Linked DNA regions of Macaca mulatta: region 2 is linked to region 1. The links are chromatin contacts, called in public Hi-C maps. All regions are on one chromosome and are shown on one strand. The core of a region is the stretch at or near the end of the contact, and the rest is flanking DNA. Distances in the headings are between cores, read along the strand shown.

What was found. Hi-C and Micro-C count contacts between places; a contact is called where the count stands out from the background.
Region 2: a Hi-C map of fetal cortex germinal zone shows a contact between it and region 1, with 4 times the contacts expected there. The contact joins two enhancer-like sites. A contact is called at or near these places in 2 of 14 Hi-C or Micro-C datasets (fetal cortex germinal zone and liver).

What each region holds. Positions count from the first base shown.
Region 1 is chr4:86,126,109-86,132,465 of T2T-MMU8v2.0, forward strand. No RefSeq gene overlaps it. Among named protein-coding and RNA genes, the nearest start is that of PRDM13, 130 kb to the right of the region's middle. Within about 2 kb of position 4,828, at least 7 of the 40 cell types and tissues checked have an H3K27ac peak or open chromatin away from gene starts, as enhancers often do. A contact at or near this core is called in fetal cortex germinal zone, where this site is marked.
Region 2 is chr4:86,271,632-86,278,003 of T2T-MMU8v2.0, forward strand. No RefSeq gene overlaps it. Among named protein-coding and RNA genes, the nearest start is that of PRDM13, 17 kb to the left of the region's middle. Within about 2 kb of position 4,485, at least 13 of the 40 cell types and tissues checked have an H3K27ac peak or open chromatin away from gene starts, as enhancers often do. A contact at or near this core is called in fetal cortex germinal zone, where this site is marked.

The sequences.
Region 1 (6,357 bases), core at 3,578-6,077:
AGTTTTATGCGACTATTAAATGGAATTTTGTTTTATTTATTTGAAACACATCAACTGAGGTTGATATATTTTTGTCTTAGTGCTATTTGTGGTTATAATATTGACATCTTCCTCTTAAAATGTTAGGCAAATCATAGGTAATCAATTAAAATACGATTTATACACTAAGGGGTTGAAAAAAGACAATATCAGAAAACAAAATCACAGTTCATTTCATTGCTATGAGAAAACTAAAAACTCAGTTGCTTTATAAAATGAGCTTGAGCCTAGATGTAAATTTTGTAAGCCTTTTCTCATTAAAAGAAAATACATATATATATAGTATTAAAAGTTCTGCTTACTGAAGGTTCTCGGGCCTTCTGATCTTAACATATACAAGATGCCTACTTGAGGAGTTTGGTTACATAGGAATCTTGACTACGGAGACCTTGCAGAATCTGGTGCTGTTATTTTCACCTGTTAAAAAAACAAGAAAGTCAAGCTGTTCTCTTAAGCAATGGGTTTGTTCTTCTTAAGCTGTACTGCTATATAAAACAATATTAAACTGTATTGTCTCTTTGCATGTGAGTCAAAAAGAAAGAACAATGATAATTTTCCCCAGAAGACTTTAATCTCCTTCCCCAACACACATACCCACAAACAGATAAGTAGAAATTTTAAAAGGAAAAAAATAGTGTGAAATCATAAACTAAATATTTTTTAAACACACTCATTCACTTGCATCGTAGATGTTACTCTAGTGAAATAGATCTAACTGACTGAGATAAATGTAAAGAGATGTATCTTCATCATTATCTTATTCAAGGGCATTTTTCTTACAGCATAGCACAAATTAAAGCTTCTATACAATAGCCTTAACTAATTTCATATACCTAATTCCAAAGTTCATCATCCAATAAGAGAAAAAATATTTTTCTGTCTTAAGGTAGCACACATTTCTCTCTCAAAAGGGTCAACAATTTCTGGCTCCAGATACTAAGACATCCTCTAGCTTGCTCCCCAAAAGGCCATGTCATTCTTATACAACTTAATCAGTGGCTACACAGAGGAAAGCAACACTACAATCTTTCTGATCATTTTAATGAGGACCCCTGGCTATTCAGTCATTGAAATATAATTGACTTGCTCTCCTCTTATTTTCATAATAGACACTCCAACCTAGACCACGTTTATTTGGCTATAAGAAATGTCAGGAAGAATTGGAACTTTTCTGAGTGTCCCCATTAAAACTGAAAACATGCCACCCTGTCTTTTACATGAGCTGCAATCATTTTGTGTTGGTCTCATTATGCAATACAACATGCAAATATTCCAGTTGCCTTCTCACCAAACTGCAAGACCAAGAAAATGAGCACACCAGAAAAGTCTTACTTGATTTTTCCTTTTTTCTTTACAATTTAATATATTTGTCCAATGTTTAGAAAAATTAGCAGCAGAAATAAGTATAAGTGTTACTGTGGTTACTGATTTTTAATAAGGTTGCAAAGTGAGACTGATGCCTTTCTACTTAACGATTACTCTATTTTCATAAAATGCAAAACTTTTCTCCATGAAATTACATATTCTACTTAAAGATCAACTAAACATTATTTGCAAAATTATTATGTTTATACTGAGAGGTTTAGGTTTTCAAAAGTGATGTGCAAAATAAATTACTGTAATCTTTGAAACAACGTGAGCCCCACAGATTATTTTATATTTTGGAGTTTTCAAACTTACATTATTTAAAACTTGAACAACCAAAAACTGTTTGATAATAAGGAACTTTAATCACAATATAAATTTAAAAGTTAGTCCATCATGGAAAAATTATTTTCATAAATCCCTATAAAGTAGGCTAAGCCCTTCTTATCAGGTACTTTTTTCTTTTTTTTTTTTTTTTTTTTTTTTTGAGACGGAGTGTCGCTCTGTCGCCCAGGCCGGAGTGCAGTGGCCGGATCTCAGCTCACTGCAAGCTCCGCCTCCCGGGTTTACGCCATTCTCCTGCCTCAGCCTCCCGAGTAGTTGGGACTACAGGCGCCCGCCACCTCACCCGGCTAGTTTTTTGTATTTTTTAGTAGAGACGGGGTTTCACCGTGTTAGCCAGGATGGTCTTGATCTCCTGACCTCGTGATCCGTCCGTCTCGGCCTCCCAAAGTGCTGGGATTACAGGCTTGAGCCACTGCGCCCGGCCTCAGGTACTTTTTTCTTAACAGAATATTCAGATTAGAAATGTCATTCATCAGATAGATAACAATCATTCCATTCATTTCTATGTCAATTAAGATAAATTTCTATTTGCTTTTGGCAAAAGTGTTGGAGGAAAGGGATTCCCATACTGTTACATACTTTTGGAGGGAAGTTTAGCAATATTTGTTATTTTAATGGACATTCCCTGTGACTCAGCAATTCCACTTTCATGAATATGTCCTCTAGTTGAACAATAGCATGTCTATTCATGTGTCTATACACACACACACAGACACACACACACACAAACATACATATATGTAGTTGACCCTTGAACAACTCAGGTTTGAACTGCACAGGTCAGCCTGTACTGGAATTTTCTTCCACCTCTGCCACCCCAAGACAGCAAGACCAACAGTTCCTTCTCCTTCTCTTCCTCCTCATCCTACTCAACATGAAGATAAGGATGAAGACCTTTATGGTGATCCACTTCCACTTAATGAATAGTAAACATATTTTCTCTTCTCTATTATTTTCTTAATATTTTCTTTTCACTAGTTTTTTGCAAGAGTACAGTATATAACGCCTATAACATGCAAAATATGTGTTAATGACCGTTTCTGTTATCAGCAAGGCTTCCAGTCAACAGTAGGCTATTAGTTACATTTTTGGGAAGTCAAAAGGTATACATGAATTTTCTACTCCACGGGGACCTGGGGTTGGGGTGCGGCGATCAGCATTCCTAACTCCCACATTGTTCAAGAGTCAACTGTACACACAGATTTTTGTACATGAAAATACATTTACTCAGATGTTTGTTACACCATAGTTTATATTTGGAGATAAAAAACACCAGAAGTAAACCAAATGTCCCAGAGGAAGGCTGACTAGATATGTGATGACTTATTCATATTCATATAATTAAATACTATATGTCCAATAAGTGAGGTAAATATAGATATTACTACTGGCATAGATACTGCTAAGCAAAAGATAATGTTGCAAAAGTATACAGAATGTAGTCTTTTTTTCTAAGATAATATACAGGTTAACATGAATTTAAAAATTTAGAGAAATATATAGCAAATTGTTAACAGTGATTATCTCTACAGCATTAAATTAGGGAGTCTTGCTCTATATTGAACATTTATTATTCGTTTATGCACTCAGCTAAATTGTTTTACTATTTATTTATTTATTTTTGAGATGGAGTCTCACTCTGTCACCCTGGCTGGAGTGCAGTGGCACGATCTTGGCTCACTGCAACCTCCGCCTCCTGGGTTCATCAGCTAATATTTATTAAGCACATACAATGTGCCAAGTGATCTTCTAGGTGTCAGGAAACGTAGGGAACAAAACAAAGTTGTCAGTGTGTGATCCTTTTAAAATCAGAAAAAACAATACAATTCCTGGGATTTCAACTATTTCAAGAAAATAAAGAAGTGAGAACCATTCATCCCATTACCCCTGTTAAGACTCTTTACCCCTTTTTTCTTATCCAAAACTTTTTTAATGTTAACCTAATCACAGCCAGATTTTTTTTTTTTTTTGAGACAAAGTCTCACTCTGTCGCCCAAGGTTGAATGGAGTGCAATGGTACCATCGCCACTCCCTGAAACCTTGGCCTCCCAGGCTCAAGCAATCCTCCCACCTCAGCCTTTTGAGTAGCTGGGACTAAAGGCGTATCCACCACACCTGGCTAATTTCTGTATTTTTTGTAGAGATGAGGTTTCACTATTTTTCCCAGACTGGTCTTGAACTCCTGGGCTCAAGTGATCCACTGGCCTCGGCCTCCCAAAGTTTTGGGACTACAGGTTTGAGCCACCACACCCACAGATCTTAATATAAGCTATCATTAAAGCATTCTCTATTAGGTCCAAATGGATTATGAAAAAGATTGTCATATTTTATTATCTATAAAACTTAAATACTTTTGTTACTATATATCTGAACCTGCAATTATGTAAGAGTAATGAAGTACACTTGTGATTTCATTACATATACTTTGACAGTAATAGGATAATTATGTATACGTAAATATGACTATGTAACCATATACATGAATATTTTCACAAAGCTTAAATAATAACTATAATTATTTTTATTCATGAACCACAAGACAATATTGAGTTTATGGGTCTGTAATATTTCAGTACCTTATTCAACTGACTACTAACATATATTAGAAGATTTTCAATTGATACTAATACTGTGATAGTATAGTAAATTTTATTAAAACATACATGTTTCTTATACAATATGTAAATGCTAATATTAATTCATATGCTTCAATTTTATTAAAATCTAGCACGTATTCTCTCAAAAATGTCCTAATATGAGGGTTTTTTCCCCTTTTTTCCCTTTAAATTAACAAAAAGTATTTAAAGAATTATTCACAAAATGTCTTCAACTTCAATGAAAACTCATACTTATTAAAGGTAAAAATTTTATAAAGTACTTAGGGTTCTTATTCATAATGTTCTGAACAAATTATAACTAACCACCACCAGAATGGACAAACAGACAGATACAAAATATATAAGGGGGAAAAAAGCCAACAAATAAATTCTAAATACTTACAAAGCAATGTTGTAATGTAATAGCCATAGTCCCCTGACAGTGAGACTAATCATTGTGAAAGCACATCTATTCAGGAAGTGAATTCATTTGCATCATACATGAATTGCCTAGCCCTAACCTCCCCAACACTAAAGTACTTGTGCTACAGCTGGCTGTAATTTATACAAATTTCACTAGATGGCAGTGTGGGTCGAGTAGCCAAATGTTTGCAAGTCATCTCTTCAAATTTGACACCAGACTAAGAACATTACACAACTGGACACCTTGTTATCATCAAAAATAGATTGTGGCTGGGCGCGGTGGCTCACGCCCATAATTGCAGCACTTTGGGAGACCAAAGCAGGATTGCTTGAGCTCAGGAGTTAGATATCAGGCTGGGCAACACAGTGACACTCTGTATTAAAAAATAATAACAATAAAATTAAAAGTGTTTTATGAGTAAAAGACACGTCACATAAAAGCATAATAAAAAGACAATGTGAAAGAGCAAGATTTTAAACAAAAAACACTCTGAGCACATTTGTTCTGCTGTTTATCTCTCCTAGTATCTCAAGCTTGAGGGTGCTTAGGACACACCTGAGAAACCTGTTTAGAATTCACATTTCCATTCCCCGCTGTCACCCTTGAGATTCTTAACAAGAAGGTCTGCAACAGAACAGAGCTCAATTTTCAAGAAATATCTAAGGTTGTTCTAATACAGCTGGTGAGAAACACAGCTCTAAAACATGAATCCCCAAAGAAGTGGCACATTTGTATCATCAGCTCCAATCCAGGCACTCCTGTGACCACAATACCCAACCCTATCCCTTCCTGCATTCCCCACACATCTGAAATATTGCATTCGAATGTTAGCACACTAAAGATATCAAAGCAAGAGTAGAAACTGTTTCTAGCCTTGGCAACAGCTCAAAGACTCATCCCTTCAAAAATGACTTTAGAGGAATTTATTGCCAAGCAGAAGCCCCTGGACTGCAATGCACTTACTATTTGCATCAACGATGATAAACTTATGATTTTTAAAGAATTTTGTCAAACCACTCACTCCTGAAGCAAAAACAGCTGTACCAACCACCTTTTGTCATCTATCCACCATTCTGACTCTTGAATTGGACTTCTAAAAATTTTCCCAGGTATTTCTTGTATTTCTCTACTTTTTGTCCACACAAAGCCATCCCTTCCGACTTGCCTCCTGGCCCATAGTTCTCCCTGCGCCCCACGCAGCATCCACCTGCTCTGTCTCTGTTCACTACCTATCACATCTCACCTCCATCTTGGCTTCTCCCATAAAGACCTAACATCTAAGGCCAGGCACTGTGGCTCATGTTTGTAATCTCAGTAGTTTGGGAGGTCAAGACAGAAGGATTGCTTGAGCCCAGGAGCTCGAGACCAGCCTGGGCAATATAGGAAGATCCTATCTCTTCAAAAAATAAAATTAGCTGGGCATGGTGGCATGTGCTACTCAGGAGGCTGAGGTGGGAGGATTTGTTTGAACCTGGGAGGTCGAGGCTGCAGTGAGCCCTGTAACCATGCCACTGCATGCCAGCCTAGGTGACAAAGCAAGACCTCCTCAAAAAAAAAAAAAAAAAGACCTAACATCTCATATTTTCC
Region 2 (6,372 bases), core at 3,235-5,734, 150 kb after region 1:
TCAGGGGTTAATTTCCTGTAGTAAACTGTTACATAATCATCCCCAGTGAATCAAACCTCCTGGTATTCATGCTCTTGTATAATCTCCTTTCACAATGATCCTAGGCTTTGCCATGTGACTCGCTCTGGTCAATGGGACATCAGCAAACATGACACAAACAGAAGTTTCAGTACTTGCACATTTGCATCATCCCCTTTTAATATACTATTGATTGCCATATGAAGAAGCCTGATCTAGTCTTCTTAAAAGACCACTCAGAGCAAGAGGTCCAGGCCTCAGCTCCCCATCAAATGATTATAGCCACTTTAGTGAGCCTAGGTGAGACTAGAGAAAGATCCATCCAGGTAAGCCCAACCCAAATTGCAGAATGGTGAACAAATAAAGTGTTGTTTTAAGTCACTAAGTTTTAATAACCAATTAGTTATTCAGTGACAGATAATAGATAGATACACCTCCTCTGAATGAATATAATTAAACAGAACAGAGATAAATGTGGGGGAGACTGCCTTGATTCATTATGATCAGCGGTCTAGAAATGTGAGAAGGTAAACTATTTAGACAAGAGATAACCAACAAACTGGGGATTGTGACTGATCACAAGTATGGAAGATATTAAGATATCAACCCAACAACCATCATCCCCATACGTTTTTTGCTAGCAGAACCCTGAGTTTGTGTATAAAGTGTTCAGGTGCTTTAGGGAATGCAAAGTCCCTCCAAACTCCAAGAGGTGAATCTTGATTAACTTAAGTCAGTCATGGTAGTTCCTTTACCCTCATTTTTGACTGGTTTAGGAACAGGAATGTGAAACAATTCTGGGGGTGGGGGGGAAACATGTGAGAGCAAGTGTTTTGGAGGTACATGGGAACCGTTTTCTTTCATCTTAAAAGGGGTGTCTAAAAGAAAACGGTCTCCATTATTTCTGTCTTTTCATGTTTTGTGAGAATGACATTCTTAGAAAAGCAGCAATCAATTGTGAGGAAACAAACCTGAGGACAGAAACCAACATCCACATCAAAGAGTAAAGAAATGTTAGGTGTTTAGTTGAACAATTAGGCAATAGTTTCTGTAACCTAAATGTGAGATGTGGATATTTGGCTTTGCTTCTTTCTCTTGCACATTGGGAATTGAAATGAGAGGGTGTTTTGATTAATTTTTCTAATTCATGTTTTGCCTCCTATGCTTGCAATTAATTTACCTTTCAGTATTGTTTGGTCTTTTTAAAACTGGTTAGAAACTTGTAAGGACATTACAACTCTATCTCCTTTTCCGAAAGTAAATGCGAACAATCAATTCAACATTCTTGATACAAGAAATGTTACAATGAATGTTGGAATCTCAAAGAGACCTCTCTCTCTGGAGCAATGCAATTAGATTTTCCAGTGATTAAATGGGTCATTGCTGACAAGAAATTATTGCTCAGGGCATAAGATTGTACTTCATTCCATCAAAGTGATGCTCAAGTTCAGAAAGCTGCACAGAAAGCACCCTTAGACAAACACAGACGTGGGAAAGGAATAAACTTGTGAGACTCCATCAGTTTCCCCATTTGGTTCTTCAGCCCCCTTGCGAAACTGTCTGACCTCGGGCATCTGTGGAAACGCAGACGCTGAGGAAGCACGGACAGAGGAGCGCTTGGGATACCTGCGGCCCCATCCCAGGTCAGTACCCTGGAGGCGATGACTGACGTCCCAATCCCTAATCTGGGGACTGAGTGCTGGGGCGGCGCCAGGCTGCTTTCCCGGGAGCCAGAAGACTCTGCTGGACCACCGAGCTCACGTGCAGAAAAAGCTCGAGGCCGGGCCTCTCCCCCGTGCCAGGCACTCAGGGAAAGAAAAGAGCCCTGGCTTGCTGGCGGGGGGAGGGGGGGAGTGGGGGATGGGGACGGTAAGGACGCCGCGCCGGGGTCCCTCTCCTCTTGGGGGTGGACGTGCCAGTAGGTCAGGCTGTTTTCCTGCGAGGACGGAAAGGGAAGCCTCGCTCCTGTCTCCTCAATTCCGGGGCCCCGCGGAGCCCCCATTCTGCGCTGGAATTTCACCTCTTCCCTGCACTGTCTCCCCACCAAGTCTCAGGCCGAGCTTATGCCTTCTTAGAGATCGGCTTCTGTCGCTGTGGCCCTGGGATGCCTTCTTAGAGATCGGCTTCTGTCGCTGTGGCCCTGGGATATCAAATCCTAGAAAGCAGTCTGAGGAGAGAGAACCGCGCGCTGAAGTGCTAGTGGCCACGCGCCTCCTGGCGGGCGCCAACAGCTGCCTCGAAACAGCCGTCGGAGCTAGGCGGCTGCGTCCGTGGGCACCCCGCCCCCGCTGGGCACCACCGCCCCGCGCTCGCGCCCTACACCCTACCTGGTGCCTCCGATCCGCCTCACACCCCTCCGGGAGCGCCGCTAACTTGCCGGGGGCAATGCGCAGTGAGCTGGCCTTAGGCCTAAGCTCGCGCAGCGGGAGGAAGGCGAGGAGGGGAAGGAAGAAGGCAGGTGCCCGCTGTGACTATACCAATCTAGTATTGGGCTCCCTAGGCAAGAAGCCTTTTAAAATAATTTCATTAAATGCTTTTTTACTGATGATAATGACATCAATAATAATAAAAGAGATCCTGGCACTCACATTCGCCTGTAAGAGTTTGGTAGCAGATCTCTTGGTGTGAGCATCATTCATGCTTTCCATGAACACGCAATGAGCACTTACTGTGCGGCAGCTCTGCTCGTGCTTGACTAGGATCATCCTAGTCCCTCCCAGGCCTCTCAAATATGAACTTCCCCCGTGTTTTCAGGAGCACTGCAAGGTAACTGTTACGTAGTTTTCAAAAGGTCTGGAGAACCTGGTGACCACGACAAAGAAAGGCACAGTCATACATAGGAAAACAATGTCTAATTTATTTGCATTGTTCCAGGCTCCATGCCAGAGTCAGGCCTAGGTTTTGATCCTCTGGAGAAAATGTACCAAAGTCGATGGTTTGAGGGACGTCAGTCACTGCCTTGCGGAAGACTAGGAAGACTGAAAGATTCTTTTTCTCATGCTTACTGTTTACCTTTAAAAAAAAAAAAAAAAAAAAGACAGGATCTCCCTGTGTTGCCCAGGCGAGAGTCAAACCCCTTGGCTCAAGCGATCCTCCTGCCTCAGCCTCCCGACAGCTGCGAGTGCCATCGTGCCCAATTACTTTTGTTTAAAAAGGTTTAATTATGTAAAATCAATTCTATTTAGTCAAAGAGTTACAATTATAGCTCAACTAAACCTGCAGTCAATATAAGTATTCATACCCTAAGAAAAAGCCCCACAAAATGATGACTGTGATTATAAACGGTTGACTGGTTTCCTGTGTCCATAGTGGACAATATTATCAAGCACAAACAGGAAAACATGTTTGTTAGGAAGGTTTTATTTTCCTTCCAGGAAATTCTGTAGGTGAAAATGTTGAAATTGGTCAGTTGAAATATCTGGTGAAGTCTAGCATTACCATTAAATAAAACGGAAGTGACAGGAGAGTACTGATGTATATTCCTCTTGGGAGATTAACTCTTTCTCTGCTAGTCCCCCCCTCATACCCCCGCCCCTGAATTTGCCCACAGCCATGGCAGGGCCGTTCGTGTTTGGGGATGCCAGGCAGACGTAATTCGGCTTCAGAGCGCCTTGCTTAAGCAAAAGGGTGTGTGTACGTTCCCGAGGCGTCCGAGGACGGGCAGGCTGGCAAAGACTGGCCCTGGACACCACTGGGAGAGGACACCCCAGGGCTGGCTGCTGTTGCTGCTGGGGCTACTCCTCCCCGCCCCAGCCCTCCTCCAGCTTCTCCGCGGCAGCTGAGCTTCCTCCTCTGGGGCTCTCGCAGCTGTTTAGGTTTAAGGTACGGGAGGAATTTCAAGCTTTTTCTGATCCCACCCCGCCCGCCCCCCACTCTGTGAGACTGGCCTCTGGGCACCTCAGGCTCTTCTGTCTCCATCCAGCTCAAATCGAAGCTTGGAGAGAAGCCCCCACAGCTGCGATTCGACCCTGCCCCGGCCCACCGAGATGAAAGCAGCTTGCGGAGGTTCCTTCGGCACCCGGCACTGGCACGCGAGGGAAGACGCCCTGCGCCGAGCAGCGCAGCCTCGGCTTTTGAAGCTGCCCTCTATGCACTACCTCCGGCTTCCAACCCGAATCTACACTCGATCCGCAGAGCGGGCTGGGCGAGGTTGTGCAGCAGCAGCAACCCCGAGGGAAAGAATTTTGTTTCTTTTTGAGGCCCTGCTGCATTTCTGGTTCCCAGCCTGGGGCCGGGGCCGCCTCTCTCCCCGAAGTCCCACAGGCCTGGGCCGCAGCTGGGCCGACGCGGTCGACAGGTGTGTGAGGCCTAACCCGGGAGCACCGGGAGGTGGCTGGGAGCCAGGGCAGAACGCCCGGGGCACATCCTCAGGGAGGAATCATCTGGCGTTCAATCATCTGGCCGCTCTCGGGTCTTTTGCTGGATCTGCAGAGCGGCTCACGCAGCAGGAGCCCAAGGAGCAGAACCTGGGCACAGACTTTGCAGTCGCGCACGCCACCCAGCGCCCGCCTTGCGCTGGTCTCAGCCGGCGTTCCCTCTATTAGGCAAATCGCTTAGCGCTGGGGTCGGTTTTAGTTCTCCAGTGTCTCTCTCCAAAGGAAGCGCAGTGTAGTTGTTACCTCTCTGCTCAGCTCCTAGAGCGATACCGGGCACACAGCAGCGCACAGTAAAGTATTGGTTCTTTCATTTAACATGTGTCTGTTGAGCGCTCACTATGTCCTAAACGCCGCAAGACCTCTGGCCTCAGGAAGCTTAATTTCCAGTTGTTTGGATGAATGGGAAAAGAATAAGGTATTGTTCTTGCATTGCTATAAAGAAATACCTGAGACCGGGTAATTTATAAAGGAAAGAAGTATAGTTGACTCACAGTTCTTCAGTCTTTACGGGAAGCATGGTGCTGGCATCTGCTCAGCTTCTAGGGAGGCCTCAGGAATCTTACAATCATGGTGGAGGGTGAAGGGGGAGCAGGCACGTCACATGGAGAGAGCAAGGGCAAAGGAGAGAAAGAGGGAGAGAGAATGGAAGGTGTGATTGCAGGGATTTTCCACAGTGATCAGCTCTGTGTCCTGTGGACAAATTACCTGCTTTCTATGGAATTTAGTATTATTTTCTCTTTGCCTAGGCAGGAAGATCTTTTAGGTACAAATGTAACCTGCAATTTCAGTCTTTTGGAAGAGCACTCAAAGAGGACAAAGACTTAACAAGTGAGAGAGAAAAAAAGTAAGAGAGGAAAAAAAGAATAAAGTGAAAGGGGCACCCAGACCGTCCAACGATTAAAAACAAGCCCATAGCCAAGCATGGTAGCATGCATGTGTAATTCCACCTACAGGGAAGGATAGTTTGAATCCAGGAGTTTGAGGCCAGCCTGGGCAACATAGTAAAAGCCCCATCACAAAAAATATGCTGGGGCTAACGACATGTCCCGTTTCCCCTTTTCACAAAGAAGTATCATGAGTTTAAATCATATGAACTTTTATTTGTTTTTAATTTAGTTCAAGGACTGCCAATCGAATGAATTAGAATCATAAAACAGGTACATCCTCACAATCTCACCCTGAAGTGGGAATACTACTACCCCAATACTTCTAGCTTTCTCTTAAGCCACTTTAGCTTCTGGCTTTGAAAAGACCTGTGAGGCCTGAGGTAACAGTAAAAGGACAAAGTGTTTCTTCCTATGTTCTTTGAACAGAATGCCCCTGAGAGTCTAACCTCTGGGAGGCACACTTTTTCACTTCAGCTCCTGAAAATGACTTTGGAAGGGAAACTGATTAGTTTGGGTGGAGGGATGATGGAGTCAGATGAAAAAGTCTGGAAAATAAGTTCAGGGAAGTAAGACCAAATTAAAGATTCCTGAGTTATTAGCCAGACTTTTACTTGGATATGGAATTAGGTTTACAGTCTGTGATTAAGAGGTTGAGCTGTTTTTTTCAGAAGTGTGGTACCCTGTCTAGTGGGCCTCTTTGAACTTAGAATTTGAGTCTGTAAAGCTTTTCATTTGTTTTTTAAGAAATCACATTTTCTGAAGAATTCCATACATAATCCCAATATTAGGAAGTAGGCCTAGCAGTTATTATTATTCTAATTTTTAAAATGAGCCTCAGATAAGTAACTTATCCAAAACCACATAGTTGGTTAATAGAGGAGCCCTTGTTAGCATCCAGGTCTGATACTCAGCTCAGCGTTCTGCCCACCATTCCGCAACAGGAAAAAATTTTTTAAACTTAACCGATAAATATCTATTGAGGACCTATTAGTAGCTCAGCACAGTAGGAAGGCCTGTGGAAGTGTGCTATTTGCTGGTCCTTAATATGTTCAACGTTGACACATACCCGCTTTGTTCCTTCTTGGCACTAT